2 separate regions of the Canis lupus genome follow, and region 2 is linked to region 1. The links are chromatin contacts, called in public Hi-C maps. All regions are on one chromosome and are shown on one strand. The core of a region is the stretch at or near the end of the contact, and the rest is flanking DNA. Distances in the headings are between cores, read along the strand shown.

Region 1 (7,954 bases), core at 1,613-4,112:
ATCTCCACGTCACAGTTCCCATAGCATTTAATGACCCTGCGACTTGGCATTGGCATCTACCTACTATCCTATGCCTCTGGGACATAAGCCCCTCACAGGAAAAAGGCTGGGTCTTAGCCTTCTGAAAGACGCAGTAAAAATTATCTAGCAAGTATAGTATCTACTGTGTTTATGCATCCCCATTTTCAGCATTTTCTTTCTCCTTCCCAATTCTATTAGTTTATCTTGATGTCTGTTTGAAAATGTGAATGATTGTTGGACAACCCATGTTTATGCATAACTTTTTATTTAAAATTCTGGTCACAAAACAATTTCAAACATTCTGGAATTCCCAATTTTTATTTTTGGGTTTGTGCCTAGTGGTCAATGCTTTTATAATGCCTTTGAGGCACAAGGTGCTAGGGGTCACCACTTATACCTTGTTTTAGGATTTCCACTTTTCTTCAAAACCTATACTTTTAGGTTATCTTCACTAGGCATTGTGTACATTTGTGTAAAATAATCTAGAAAAACAAAACAAAATTTTTGTTCTATACTACTTGATGTCCAGTAGATGGCACCAAATACCCCTTGAAGTTCATGATACTAATTCCTACTTGGTGTTCCTGGCTATTTGATAATTTCTTCCACCACTGCCAGGGAATAGAAAGAGTCCGTTCTTTCATCTAATTCTGTGATTATTATACAACCTAGTATTTTTGTCCATGGTTTAAGATAAACCTGTTGGTGGGTATCTGGCTGGCTCAATCAGAAAAGCATGAAACTCTTGATCTTGGGGTTGTAAGTTCAAGTCCCATGTTAGGTGTAAAAATTAAGAATAAAATGTTTTTAAGAAATGTTTTTAAAGATAAACCTGTTGGTGTTTAAATTATTAATTTGCTATTTCTGCCTCAGATTTCAACCTTTTATCCTTCTTTGTGGTTTTCAATCACATTGATTCAAGGAGAAGGATCATGGTATTGAAATAAGACTGGGCTGAAAGAAAATTAAGGATAAGAGAAAGAATAAAGAAATATGCTGAATGTTTATGATAAAACACAGAGAAAATATAAAAGTATATAAAATCCAAATTTAAGATAAGGAAGTCAGTGTTTTTACTATTGTTAGTTTTAGTACTTTAGTAGAATTCATTTCATTGACTTTCAAATTTGTTTTATAAATAACTTGCAATTAAGAAATACTCGTTAAAAATGTTATATCCCCATTCTCATTTCTCTTTGTGCTTTCTTGAAAACCTTTATCTTGAGTGTATTAGCTTTCATAAAGAATAAGCTTTTATTCAGTTTACCATCAAAACCAGGAAATGTTCCCTATACGCCAGGCATGGTCTATAACGTTCATTCTAGTTGTTAGTTCTGTTGACTTTATTTAATTTTAATGGATTTGTCAACCATTAAAAAGGACATGTTCAAAAAATTCCCATCATGATTACATTTACATGTTTTTCTTCTTCTTCCCCCCACTGTTTGGGGGTCAGAGTTTGTGAGTCAGTCTGGAAATCTATTTCTTTTTTCTTTTTTTTTTTTTTTTTTTTTTTTGGAAATCTATTTTTTTACTCCTGTTGAAAGCAAGTGTTTATATGGTTCCAGGCGAAACACATCTGGGTTCAGTCTCCATCTCTGGCTAAATGGATGACAAGGAAAGTCATTTAGCGTCTCTGGGTCCGTTTCCTTGTATGCAAAATGTAGATAATTAACCTACCTAATGGGGTTGCACGGAGGACTAGTGATAATGCACGTGAAACAGTAAAGCTCTTATTTTCATGTATTGGCAACAGTAAACTTTTTTTTTTAAGCTGTATGGAATCTGTCCAAGCTGACCAAGACATTTATTCTTCCTTTTTAAAATGCAGATGTCAGTATATTAACAGGGTAACTTGGGCCTCCAGCCGGCTCTCCTCTCAAAAATCTTGATAGGGCTTAAATCCTTAATTTTTTTAGTTCCATATATTTCTATTGGCACCGCCCCCCCCCCCCACAAACCCCATCCATAGTCTTGAGCAGAGAAAGCTTTTTTTTTTTTTTTTTTTTTTTTTTCTTAAACGTTTTCATCGACAATTAAAAGGGAAGGAAAGACCCTGAACGAGACTGAGGTCAAAGAACGTCGTGATAGGACGCGGGTCATCCCGCAGGTGCAGGGCGCCCGGGGCGGGGGCGGGGGCGGGGGCGCGAGCCACGTGGCGCCCGCGGGGGCCCGGCCCCTCCAGGCCGCCGGCGCCCTCGCTGCGGGGGATGCGCGGCGGCGCCCAGGTCCGCGGCGGCCGGTGAGTCAGCGCCGCGCCCGGGGCAGCCCCGCAGCCGGCGCGGCCCGGGGAGCTCGGGAGCTCGGGAGCTCGGCCGCTCACCGCCTCCCGGGTCCGCCGGGCCGGCGAGGTGACGTCACCGGGGCTGGGCGGTCTCGGCGGCTCCGCCAATGGGAGGCCGGCAAGGCGGCTCGCTGCCCCCGCTCCGGCCAATGGCGGCAAGGCAGAGCGGGGCCGTCGGCGTCGGGCCAATGGGCAGCGGGCAAGGAGCACGAGGCGGAGTCGCGAACCCGGCCGCCAATTGGGAGGAGGGGGCGGAGCCCGGGCCTTGTCAAGCGTGACCAACCAGAGAGAGGAGCGGACCCCAGGGGGCGGGGCCGCGGCGCGTCTCCCCAATCGGGCAAGGCCGGGGGCGGGGCGTTCTTCCGGGCGCCCAATGGGGAGCGCGGCCGGAGCGGGCCTGTCAAGAGCAGGGCCTGGGGGCGGGGGGATGGTGAGTCGGAGATAAACACTCGGCGGCGGTGGCGGCGGCGGCTCTTCCCCGGCTGCTGTCACGGTGTCGGCGGCGCCCAGCGCCCCGGGCCCCTCCCTCCCGGCGAGCGCGGTCGCCCGACAGGCTCTCCCCGCCCTGCTCCGCGGGGCCCGGCGGCGGCGGCGAGCCCGAGCGGTGGGGGTTGGTCCCGCGGCCGCGGCCCCCGGTGCAGAATGGCGGCGGCGGTTCGGATGAACATCCAGATGCTGCTGGAGGCGGCCGACTACCTGGAGCGGCGGGAGAGAGGTGCACGGGGCCGGGGGTCCGCGCCGGGCCGGGGCCGGGGGCTCTGCGGGGCACGGCCGCTGGGGGGGCGGAGGGCGCGACCGCGAGCGCCTCCAACCCTCCGGCTGCCCCACGCGCGGTGCGAGGGGAGGCCGCTCCGCCCGGGGGGGCGGGGGTGCGCGGGGTGCCCGGGGTGCTCGGGGTGCACGGGGTGCTCGGGGTGCACGGGGTGCTCGGGGTGCACGGGGTGCGCTAGGTGCACGGGGTGCTCGGGGTGCCGGGGGTGCGCGGGGTGCCCGGGGTGCTCGGGGTGCGCGGGGTGCCCGGGGTGCTCGGGGTGCCCGGGATGCCGCCCCGCGCAGGGCGCACCAACCTGCGGGACGTCCCCAGCGGGCAGCCCGGGCTCCGCGAGCTGAGCCTCAACAATGAGCAGCTCGCTCGCTCCTTGCACCTGCTCCGGACTGAGGGTGCTCACACAATTTAAGGGAGGAGTTTAAAAAAAAAAAAGAAATCCTTGTTCTAAGAATTCCACCTTGCATCGCTTATTTCTTGACACAGAAATTTCTTTTCATCACATGCTCGTGATGAAAAATAAGGTCTACAAGGAGCTCCTGTGCAGGGGGCTGGGGGGGGGGGGAGTGTTGAAGGTTCCAGGCTCATTCATTAACTGGGTCCTCCGGTTTTCTAGAAGCTGAACATGGTTATGCCTCCATGTTACCCTACAGTAACAAGGACAGAGATGCCTTAAAACGGAGGAACAAATCCAAGAAGAATAACAGCAGTAGCAGGTAATTTCGTAAATCTTTCTCTTTCTCTCTCGGATCACGATACAAACTGCAGAATGGAAGTGGCCTGTGGTGATTATGACCCAGGAAAATGCGTTAAGTGGCGATCAGGATTCAGGAAGGCGCACATGGTCCTAAGCCACTGGAGGAAGCAGCCCTTCTGTTTGGGTTGAGGGGACAGAAAGGAGAAATGGAAAAGCTTTGCGCTTCTTTATGAACTTTTTAAACTTAATTTTTGCTTTTCTTCCCTTTTGGAACAACGACAACAACAACAAAAATCTGTGGAAACTTCCAGTGAGATTGGTAACCGTGACAATATTTTGCCTACAGAAGTTGCAGATTCAGGGCAAGCTTTTTTTTTTTTTTTTTTTTTTTTTTTAAATAATCAAAGAGGCTGGACGTTATCCGTTTCTTTTACTTTTCATAGTGAAGATTGTACAGACACGTTAAAGTATCTGATTTAGCCTTAGGGGTAGGACTTCATATTCGACATGTAAATTAAATGCAATGGTTTATCTCCTCTGTTACATCTACTTATAATGGCAAAGAGGAATGATTGAGGTTGAAACCTCCCTTTTGGTGATGGAGGATTAATATTAAAATATTAATATGCCACGATCCTTTTACGTTTGGCTTATAGTTCTTAAAATCTGTGAATCTCACTGGAAAGCAGGTGGTTAAGGGTCCGTGAAATCACATTAAAGCCCTGAGTACCTATGAGTACTCTATAAATGAGAACTCAATAAACCTACCCCCTTTTTTCCCCCCTCTTTGCCCTTAAAATATAAGTTAGCTAGGAAACCTGTTAGGTCTCTTTACTTATACCTTTCATTCCAGTAAATTAAAGCCCCTCACATTTTCATCACTGGCTTACAATCCTTATTCCTCTCCCGCCGTCATGTATAACTCCCTGCAAGTAACTGTATTTGGTCACCCCCTGTGACGTCACACACACCACTAAAAGCCAGGAGGTCCCACTTAAACCTAAACCCACTTGTTCTTGCTGCTGCTGCTGTTGTCCTTGATTCATCCCATTGTCCTTAGTGTTGCTAGAACCACAGGATGTGAGCAGCACCCATGTGCTGGGCTCTTGCCGAGGAAGGAAGGCACGTGAGGGATGAACCTGGTAATTAACCACCCCACAGTTTTCTCTTTCCCTCCCATCTTCCGCGTTACCTGAAAGTGGTAGCGAATAGATCCGTGTGTGGGTATTAGGGCCTGACTTGTATCCTGCAGTGCTATAAAACAATTTAGCTGTGTTGCATCTTGTTAGTCTTTTTTTTTTTTTTTTTTTTAATTTTTGGAAGAATTTTGAAGCTTGTTGGCGTATTTTTTCCTGAGAAGGTAGCCCAACTGTTGCTTTTATTCCTGTCCGTTCATGGTTTAGGAGGAATTGTCCACCTTACTCGTCAAGGCTTAATCCTCAGCACTTTATTTTTTCCTAAGTTTCGCAGGAAAGTTGGGGGAGGTTCAGTGGTGGGGAGAGGAAGAGCAAAGGGTGTTGAGAGAGAGAAGTAGGCTGGTCCCCGAAGGTGATTAGGAAAGAAAAATAATGATAGCTGAGAATCGCAAGCCACGAAGCAGATTCTCTTTAATATCCAACGTTATTACGGAGAAAATAGCTGTGACTTCTGAGTTTGGGAAGAGCTCTCTTCTGTTAATGGGCTTGGTGTGCTTTCCACGGTTACAGACCAGAGGCTGTCACAGTTTCCCATATTCCTGACTAATAATGAATTAGCGTAGTACCTGCGTGGTGCCGGATCTCCGAGAGGCCGTGATTAAGCCTGGAGATGGCACCAAGCAAACGTGAAGCAAGAGCAGGTTGTTTTGTTTTACTGTGGTCACTTCCTTCATGCCCCGTTGGGAATGACCCTTACCTGAGCCGTGAGCTGTCTCCCCAGAGAACGCAGTTTGCCCCCCACCCTTGATTTGAATTAGACTCCTCTCCAAGACCACATATGGGCAGGGTTCTGAACTGAGGTAAGGGCGATGGAGAGATTACTGCCGCTTTACATAACCGCCGGATAACAGTTTATTCTTAATTCAGGTTGAAACGCTGTGCTCTTTGCTTGTAGAGTCGGAGGCTACTTTTCCTTGGACAATTAAAAAAATAAAATTTAGCCACATATCCCAGCCTCTTGGGAACTAAAAATGCAGATCTTAATCCAATTCCTCTAGTTGCTTGTTTAAAAAAACAAAAACAAAAATGAAATCGTGAATATTGATTGTTTCAGAATCATCCAGAGAGCTACTGGAATACAGGGAAGTGGAATCTTTTTTTTTTTCCCCCTAATGACTTTTTAAATCAGTTACTAATAATTTAGAATTGAAATCCAGAGTTTTTAAAGGTATATTTTGCTAAATTGTAAAGCAGGTTTTGGCCCTCGTGAAAGAGGAAGTTCAGGACCCGCCAGCTAGCTCTTGAATGTAACAGTGGTTATTCAGCTGAGCTGACAAGGAGAGTCTTTTTAAACCCAACAACTTTCCCCATTCTCCTACACTCTGTAGTTTGGCTTAGTCATCTTTTTGTGAGAATGAATATACAGATATTCCTTTTTTTTTTTTTTTTTTTTTTAAAGTAGGCTCCGTGCCCAGCAGGGAACTCGGTGCAGGGCTTGAACTCATGACCCTGAGATCAAGCCCTAAACTGAGATCAAGAGTCCGACGCTTACCCGACCGAGCCACCCAGGTGCCCCTTGTTAGGATATATTTTTTAAATGGTGATATTTGACCTTTACCAGCCATTCCAGAGTCATCAAATCTTCCAGTAACCACATGGAAAAAAAATACTTTTGACACAAGGTACCTGTGTATTCTTATGCTTTAATTAAAAATAGAAGTCTTTACCCATTAACAGAGTTGGCAGTCTCTGAACAGGATCGTTCTTGAAAGGCTTACTTTCATTAACGACAAACTCTGTTCAGTCCCCCAGGTGCACCTCAGTAATGCTTTAGCCGGTAGATGTACGTCCCCTTGTACAGATCACAATGTGTCGGATACTCTTAAGGAAGCAAATACCATCTGGAGTTTCCAAGACTGTTCAAAGTTTGGAAAGAGTTGTCCTTCCTATGGATTTGTTTAAAAGTTTAACTTTTCTTATATATATACCTTTAAGGAATCTAGAAATTTTGGGTAAGAGTGCCCTGTGTGCTATTTGCTGCAATCAGAGATTCTATTCTCTTCAAATATCCACCCGTCTCTCCTCCACCCCGTTCCTGGGAGGGTCCTGGCCTGCAGTTAAGCAGGGAAATCCTGACCAGCTGCTATCATATACTTTTATCCATTTAAAAAACCTGTCAGACTTTGAACTTGTTGTTCCCTGGTAAAACTAAAATGCCACGTGCTTTAAAGCCAAAGGTTTACAGTGCTGGCCTGTTGTCCACTGCGCTATCCTGCTGGCCGCGGCAGGAAGCGAACCTTCAGAAAAATGTAACTGAACAAGGCTGAGGGAAAAACCAAGTGAATCAATGTAGAGCTTGTAAGGTAACCAATTTTGAGGTCCTCTATCTAGAAAACCAATATTCTAAAACTTCAAATACTGCCATTATTTTCTTGATTTTTTTTTTAATGTTTATTTTTTTCCTGGCTAACAAAAATTGACGTCCCACAAATTGATGTTGTGGAAGAGAAGTTTTATTGCTGGACTGGAAATTTCCCATTTATAAAGCCACACGCCTACCTCCCCCACCCCCCGCCCTTCTCTGGTGTGAGTGAGCTCGCGGGTGGTTGCCCCTGATAGGAACGAGTGGCTGAGCCTTCACAGAGGTCCCGTTTCTCCATGAGAATTTCTCTATAGGTCCAGAAAGGTTCTGACTGTGGCCACATAGAATTCATGATCTGAGCCAGGGTGTCCTCTCCCAAACTGGTTAGACTCCAGAGAATGTCCATTAAGAAAGGTCAAGACTTGAGGGAGATTCCTCAAATTTATCATTAGGGAGGAGTTGTGTGAGGAGGACACTGAATTGGCCACATTGACGGGCTTCCTGTGACTTCTGTGAAAACCTGTCCACAAATTCTTAGGCCAGACCTTATAATTCAAGGTCGGCTATAAACCCCTTAATAACAGGACTTCCCGCCTCCCGCAGCTTTCGTCCAGGGCTCTCTAATCACGTTTACAGCTGCTTCCTCACTGATCTACGTGTGTTCAGTAGATAATGGACGATCATTTTT
Region 2 (7,954 bases), core at 2,790-5,289, 180 kb after region 1:
CTTAAAAAAAAAATTAAGAAAAACAAACAAGCAAAAAAAAACCAGTGAAGGGATCAGCTGACCACATACTTCCCATCGGCCCTGGAGGGGAACTTCGGTCCCGGGGCAGCGGCACGGGCCCCCGACAGCTCTGTCTGCTCCAGCCTTCTGGGGGCACCATCCTTGGACCTCCCAACCCCATCTCACCTTCCTCCAAATCCACGCACGCGATGCCTGTATCACCCGCCACAGTCTGGCACTTTCGGCCTTGGGCTGATGATACAATTTTCCTGGACGCGACCACAACAGGAAAGCCAACAATGAGACCAGGACAGCATTTCCTTGGAAAGCTGGCTTCCCGGCCCTGCGCCCCTGCCGCCCGCCGGCCCCACAGGCCCACAGGCCCCGGCGAGGCAGAGCTTACCCCGTGAATCAGAGCAAGGACCCGGACCGGACCCGAGCCCTGCACCCTCAGGCTGGCCCATCGTCCCACCGCAAGGGGACCCACCTCTCAAACCTCCGTTAACTAAGCCCGCGCGGAGGCCGAGGGCCATACAGACAAAAGGCAGCGGGTGTGTGGGTTCCCACGAAGGGCAGCAGACGCTCAAGGGACTGGACCCCTTTAACCGCCCTGACTGGCTCGTCTCTTCCTCAGGTCTCGATTGCTCGCTAAATGTGGAACCTGGAGGGAAAGTACGGAACCGAGGTCGCCGCTCTCTTAGGGCACGGCCGCTGTTCCCCCTTCCAGAACCGTCTGACCAAGGGAATTACGGGGCCCAAGTCCCGAGTCAAGGCCTTCGGGTGCTGGGCCTTGCTTCTGTGCCCCAAGGATGGCCCGGCCCTGGTGTTCAGGTCTCCAAAACGCAATCCATCAGACCTAACCTAAATGGTTTTTAAGATTTTATTTACTTATTCATGAGACACACAGAGAGAGAGAGAGAGAGAGAGACACACACACACACACACACAGGCAGAGGGAGGAGCAGGCTCCCTGTGGGGAGCCCGATGTGGGACTGGATCCCGGGACTCTGGGGTCACGCCCTGGGCCGAAGGCAGGCGCTCTGCCGCTGAGCCCCCCAGGGATCCCACAGACCCAACCTAGATACAAGGCTTTCCAGCCCCTGCGCCCTGAGACCGCTCTCGGTCGTCCCGTCAGTGTTCGGGGTGTCCTCAGACTTAGGCGGCGCGTTTACAACCTGAAGGCTTGTGTCCCCGGGCGGCTAATCGGCCCTCGCGCGGATTTCCCTGGCCAGCGAGGAGGCTGTACTCGCCCAGACAGAAGACGCTCCTGCCACTGGACGACGGGCAGCCGTCTAGTCCGGCCCGAGATCCGCCGAGTCAGGCAGAAGGACGCCGGCCTTGGCAGCAAAGGGAAAGGAAAACCAAACGAAAGCGCCTACGCAGTGGCCCTGCTCCGGGCCCCCGTCTGCTCGCTCGAGCAGAAACTACCTGCCTCGCTCTGAGCCGGAGCATTAACGCACCAACCCCAGGGTTTTACGGAACTGGTCCTTGTTAGCTCGCCTCATCCTGGAAGTTCTCTCTTTTGCACTAGCCAAGCTCACGATTAAAAAAGAAAAAAAAAAAAACAACACATGAAAACGGACACGGGCTTTCTGCCTTTGTTGCCTTCCTCCGGGTCCTGCAGTCCCGCCTGCACCCGCCGCAGCGGTGAGGCCGCCGGCCTTGCCGGAGAACGCGGCCGCCCCACGCGGGTCAGGGCCGGAGGCCACGGGCACCACGTTTCCGCCTTCTGCGTCGCCGACTGCGAATGAGCAGCGGTTGTGGAGGCAGCAGGTGCAGGGGGAGGTGGCTCCTGCCAGATGGAGCTAAGAAAAGGCCGGTCCGGTAGGCAGCAGGACTCCCTGAACACGCCCGGAGAGGCCAGGCGGGGAGGCTGCCTTCGGAGCCACAAATGCTGCCCTTTGTCCGTCCCTTGACCTGGTTTTGAAACAAAACAAAACAAAACAAACCCTGGTTTTGCTTTGATGGCCAGGAAGGGGGGCTTCCGAGGTGGGGGGGGACCGCCCTCACCTGTGCGCGAGGGTGTCCCAGGGCCCCAAGCGTCCCTGGCCCAGGGGAGAGCCCAGCACGCCCCGGGGCGCCCGCACAGCCCTCGTCCCCTTGCTGGGGACACGCAGCTCCCCCAGGCGCAGGCGGGACCTCCCCGAGCGGCACCGCGGCGGAAACCAGGACGGCGGCTTGTGAGAACCCCGGCCCGGCGGGTGACACCTGCTACACAAGCATCCGGGGATGCGTCAGGTGCGCTCCCTCCGCGACACGGCGTCTCCACCGGGTTGGGACAGCCTCGCGGAAGCCGCGGGGACTCGCCGGCCCGCCCGACCCGCGGGACTCTGAGAAGGCTCCGCGCAGGGCTGCCCTCCCGGCAGGTGCCTTCACGGGGTCGCGCCGCGGAAAACCCCAGTAAACACCCCCTTCTCACGAGGCCCCGGTTCCACCGACTGGGTCATGGTGCCCCCTGGGCCGGGGGGTGCGGGGGGTGCGGGGGGTGCGGGGGGTGGGAGGGCGGGGGCGGGGTCTTCCCCCAAGGCCGGGCAGGCCCGAGCGCCTGCCAGACAACGTTCGCTCCGGCTCCTGAAGACCTGCGCGCGGAGCCACCGGGTCCGGTCCTCACGGCCGGGATCAGGGCCAGAGCCGGGCACAGCGTGGAAACCAACTTGCACACTTCGACGGGCCATCGCCTGCCCGCGCCACGCCGGGGCCGGCCGCCGTATCCGGGGCGGGGCGGGGCGGGGCGGCCCGTATCTTACGGGAAAACACCGACGTTGGGGGTAACCCAACGCCTCGCTCCGGCACACGGGCAGCCGGCGAGCGCGGCCGGGCCTGGAACCCGCGCCCTCCCCGCGCCCGGCTCTCCCGCCCTCCCGCGCCGCGGGGCCCGCAGGCTGGGGCGGGGCCATGGGGCGGGGGCGGGGCCAGCGCCGTCCGGGGGCGGGGCCACGGGGCGGGGGCGGGGCCACGGGGCGGGGGCGGGGCCAGCGCGGCCGAGGAGCCGCCCGACCCCACGCGCTCCCGCCCGCGCCCCCGCCCCCGCCCCCGTCCCCAGGACGCGCCGCCGCAGCGCGGGCTCCGACCCGACGGTGCCCGGAAGTCGGGGCCCAGCCCGCGGCGGGTCGGGAGGCGCGGGGCTCCCCGGAGCCCGCCCGACGGCGGCGGGGGCCAAGGACGGTGTGGGAGCGGCCGCGCCCGGCGCCGCCCCCCGCCCCGTCAGCGCGTCTGCCGCGTCGGGCCTCGCGGCGGGTCACGAGGCGGGTGTGGCGCAGTCAGCCCTCCGCCGCCGCCGCCGCCTCCGCCGCCCTCCCGCGCGCCACGTCCGCGGCCCCGCCCCGCCCCGCCCCGCCCCCGCGCGGGGAACCCCGCTGTCGTCACCCGCCGCGCGCTCGCCTTCCCGCGCGCTCCAGAAAGGACGCGAAGCCGGTGACGTGTCCCGGGCGCCCGCGAGGCTGCGCAGACGGCGAGGGCAGGACGCTCCGCGGCGCCGCCTGGCGGGAGAGCGCGCGGCCGCCGCGGCCGGAAGCGGGGTGCGTGACGTCACCCGCGGGGGGGCCGCCGCGTGACCTGCCGGCGCGGCTGTGCCTGTGGGGCGGGGCCCGGTGCCGGCGTCCGTGACGGACGGTCCGAGCAGGGAGGGGGCAGTCAGGGCGGCGCCACAGCCCAGCCTCTCGGCGGGCCCCGCGCGGGCAGTGCGGCGAGCTCGTCCCGCTGGAGGCCCCGGCCCGGGCCCGGGCGCGGGCGGGGGGGGGGCCCTGACCCGGGCGGCCGGAGCCCAGGCTGCGTGCAGCCGCCACTAAATGAATAAAACACTAAGAATAAAAAAAAATAAAAAGCGTCCAATAAGGAGTACCAGGAAATACCACAAAATGCAAAGGAAGAAAACTAGGAAATCAACCCGGGGGATAAAGAACAGAGAAGGAGGGCGCGGGTGAGGTCACCCTCCTGCCGACATACACGCGGGCCGCGGCCGCGGGGCGAGGAATCAGGAATCCGCCCCAGGCGGCCGCAGCGGGCGCACCAGGCGGCAGGCCCTGGCACCCGTCGTCCTGTCTCTGTGCAGGTGACCCAGACGTGACCCAGGCCACCGCGCTCTGGGCGGCCTGCTAGCCTGGAGGGGTGGCAGAGACATGAAGGGAACCTGATATTCCCACAAATAGATGACGTGCATTTGAAAGGACTCCGCATCATTGTTCAAAACGTCCAGTAGACTTTGTAATCTGACATCCAGAATCCACAGGGACCATCATCAGTCCCTTAAGACTCTGCTTTACCTAATTTTAATTTCTCCTCTTCTTATCTACACAAATCTTTTCTCCTTTAAAGCCCAGTGCAGGGATCCCTGGGTGGCGCAGCGGTGTGGCGCCTGCCTTTGGCCCAGGGCGTGATCCTGGAGACCCGGGATCGAATCCCACGTCGGGCTCCCGGTGCATGGAGCCTGCTTCTCCCTCTGCCTGTGTCTCTGCCTCTCTCTCTCTCTGTATCTGTCATAAATAAATAAAATATAAAAAAATAAAAAAAATAAAGCCCAGTGCAAGTTCTGAGTTCTCTGCGGGCCTCTCCGGAGTCTCCTCGAGGAACTCCACCAGCGTCTAAAGCGTCTGTGAGCTCTCCACACAAGTGTCCCCAACCACATAGGACAGACACTTAATTTGCCCCTTGGAGGGGCACAGCTCTCGCTTTTACCAAAACGCCAGTCTTCCTTGTGGGTCTTTGCCCTTTGGATGAGAGACCGAGCACAGTGGCCGGTCCCTGCTCTAGTGTGGAAGTCACACTTCAGGTGCCGAATTCTCAGCCAGAATTCGGGCCAGAAGGAGCTGCTTGGTGCCGAGAGTGAGTGAAATCCCAGGACACACAGTGATGGGTCAGACGGACAGGGCTGCAGGGTTCCTGAGGCCTAGTCCCACCCCCGGCCGCCCCAGGACGGCTGTCCAGCCCTAGTTTAGAGTCCACGAACCAGTCATTCATTCCCATTCTTGCCAGACGTGGTTAGAGTTGGATTTTTGTTACTTGCAGTCTAAAGAAAACCAAGAGCCTTCTTCTTACGGATTTTTCTTGTGTTCCCAAGGACAACGAATTACAAGGAATTTATATCAAAGCAACATGATAAAGTAGAAAGAATATGTCCTTTGCAGTAAAATGAAATATTTTTAATGCTGTTTCCAGCAAGAGGCCTCAGAGAGGGTATGTGTTTAACTTAAAAGAAGGGGTAATGCCTAAGTTCAAAGAATAATGAGGACTAAACGAGGAAAATGACTGGGAATGTAAATGAGAGTGCCTGGCACATAGTAGGCATATAGGAAATGTCATTCCCTTCTTTTCTCCCTGAAGACAGGCTTTTACTTCTGTGTCTTTCAGTGTCTCCATTCTGTGATCAATGAACTCAGCAACAGGAACAGAATCTTACCAGCTATTAAAACTTTTTGGAGAATAAAGAAGGAAATAACTATCAATGAACTAAGCAATTAGAAGCATTCGTTTGAAATGTCAACATTCCCTTGACATGTGGACCTCTTTCTCCTATTTCACTATTACTTAAATCTCCCCAAAGGTTTATAATTTCATAATCAGGCCAACATGAGAAATACTTTGGAAAAACTAGTGACACTGTGCTTTATTTGAGAACAGAATAAAAGGGCATGACTGGAACGGTCAGGATGGTCCTTAACATTCTGCCCCAACCAGGGTATTATTAACTTCCAACACTGTTGGTGTTAAGGCGGAGTGCTGCTAACTTCTTAGAGCATTAGAAAAAGGTTGAAGCAAACTCTAAACGGGAGTCCTTTCAGAAGGAAAGTGAGCTGGTTTCCTTTTAGTTCCTTTAAAACTTCTAGCCAGGAATATCACCCAATTTATGATGAAGACTATACACAGCAGCACCAAAAAGGCCATTTACAAGAAGAGTTCTTCTTCAACAGAAACCACTTGAATGCTCTGAGAAATTGCATCTTAGCTAAGAGCAGTTCACTAAGGAGCAGGGCCATCTAAATGCCTAACTAGTACTTAAAATTGTCAAGGGGTGGGGATGTGCAAATTTAGCAGCAAAAGACTGTTTTGTTTTGCCTCAAGGGAAAGTGATGGTGGTCAGAGGGGCCAGTTCCAAGGGCTGGTCCAGCGGCGGCCGCTGGTCTTGGTACTCCGCCACGTGCCCATTCCGGTGGTGACCATACTCAAATTTAATGCGCAGCTCACCAATCTTGGATTGAGGAAGGATATCTGGGATCCACTCAATGATGAAAGGTGTTGGCTCCTTTTGATCTGGGGAAGTATTGCCTGAAGACCAAAAACAAAAAAACAAAACAAAAACAATGATTAGTACCATTCCAAAACTTGAGGCAGGCCAGTGTTACTGTGTTCAGGAAGGAAAAAATTTTTAAAAATTAAAAATTAAAATAAGAGAGAAACAAAGGGAAAAACAAGAAGAATCAAGGGAAGGGAAAAGCAATTACTGATCTATCTACCCAAAAGAAGATTTCAGGGAACTGTCTGGCAGCTCCAAATGAAATAAGACCTAGTCTTTCTGGTAAAACAGCCAAAAGAATGCTAAGGAGAGCCCAGATTGAGAAGAAGAGATAGCTGAATGAGATTAAAAGGGAGACTAGCAAGAAAAGGTCAAGTTTCAAGGAAACCTGAAAGAAACAGAATTAAATTCTACGTGGTTCTGGGACGCCTAGGTTGCTCAGTGGTTAAGCATCTGCTTTGGCTCAGGGCATGACCCCGGGGTCCTGGGATCAAGTCCCACATTGGGCTCCCTGTGGAGTGTCTCTGCCTCCCTCTCTCTGGGTCTCTCATGGATAAATAAATAAAATCTTTAAAGAAAAAACCTATATGGTTCTAAACATATTATAAATCCATGATAACCAAAGGCATGTGGTACTGGCATAGGTCTCGGCAGATGAAAAGAACAAAACAGAAAGATCCTAAGTGAACACACACTTAGAGACAGGAATTTAGTATAAGGTTAAGGTGGCATTTCTTTTTTTTTAAGACTTTTTTTTTTTTTTTTTTTTTTTAAGACTTATTTATTCATGAGAGACAGAGAGAGAGAGAGAGAGGCAGAGACACAGGCAGAGGGAGAAGCAGGCTCCATGCAGGGAGCCCGACGTAGGACTCAATCCCAGGACTCCAGGATCACACCCTGGGCTGAAGGCTGCGCTAAACTGCTGAGTCACCAGGCTGCCCTAAGGTGGCATTTTTATTTTTTTAAGTTTATTTAACTTTTCACGAATATGGCGCCGAAGCCGAAGAAGGAAGCCCCTGCCCCTCCAAAAGCCGAAGCCAAAGCAAAGGCTTTGAAAGCTAAGAAAGCGGTGCTGAAAGGTGTGCACAGTCACAAAAAAAAAGAAGATCCGTCACCTACATTCAAACGACCCAAGACCCTGCGTCTCCGAAGGCAGCCCAAATATCCTCGAAAGAGCGCCCCCAGGAGAAACAAGCTTGATCACTATACCATCAAGTTCCCCTTAATTACGGAGTCAGCCATGAAGAAAATAGAAGACAACAACACACTTGTGTTCACTGTGGACGTCAAGGCCAATAAGCACCAGATCAAACACGCTGTGAAGAAGCTCAATGATATGGCCAAGGTCAACACCTTGAACAGATTGGGATCATCTAAACTTGAATCCAGCCAGCCATAAATCTAAATATAAATTTTTTCACCATAAAAAAAAAAAAGTTTATTTAAGTAATCTCTACACCCAGCATCGGACTTGAACTCACAACCCCAAGATCACGGGTTGCAAGTTCTACCAACTAAGCCAGCCAGGCGCCCCCAAGGTGGCATTTCTAATTAGTAAAAGAAATCAAGAGTTTCTTATAATAAATGGTATACATCAGAATCATATCTTATACCTTATATCAAAATAAATTCCAAGAGTGCCTGGGTGACTCAGTTGGTTGAGCATCTGACTCTTGATTTCAGCTCAAACCCTGATCTCAGGGTTCTGGGATCGAGCCCCATATC

Evidence for each region. Hi-C and Micro-C count contacts between places; a contact is called where the count stands out from the background.
Region 2: a Hi-C map of blood shows a contact between it and region 1, with 3 times the contacts expected there. The contact joins the enhancer-like site here to the promoter of MXD1 in region 1. A contact is called at or near these places in 3 of 9 Hi-C or Micro-C datasets (amygdala and blood).

What each region holds. Positions count from the first base shown.
Region 1 is chr10:69,848,901-69,856,854 of UU_Cfam_GSD_1.0, forward strand. It overlaps MXD1 (max dimerization protein 1), which reads left to right and starts at 2,863. Exons shown (of 6, transcript XM_038551517.1): 1 at 2,863-3,020; 2 at 3,688-3,787. The coding sequence starts at 2,948.
Region 2 is chr10:70,028,817-70,036,770 of UU_Cfam_GSD_1.0, forward strand. C10H2orf42 reads right to left here. Exons shown (of 9, transcript XM_038551527.1): 9 at 5,117-6,261. The coding sequence ends at 6,053. Among named protein-coding and RNA genes, the nearest start is that of C10H2orf42, 30 kb to the right of the region's middle. Within about 2 kb of position 4,040, at least 19 of the 20 cell types and tissues checked have an H3K27ac peak or open chromatin away from gene starts, as enhancers often do. A contact at or near this core is called in blood, where this site is marked.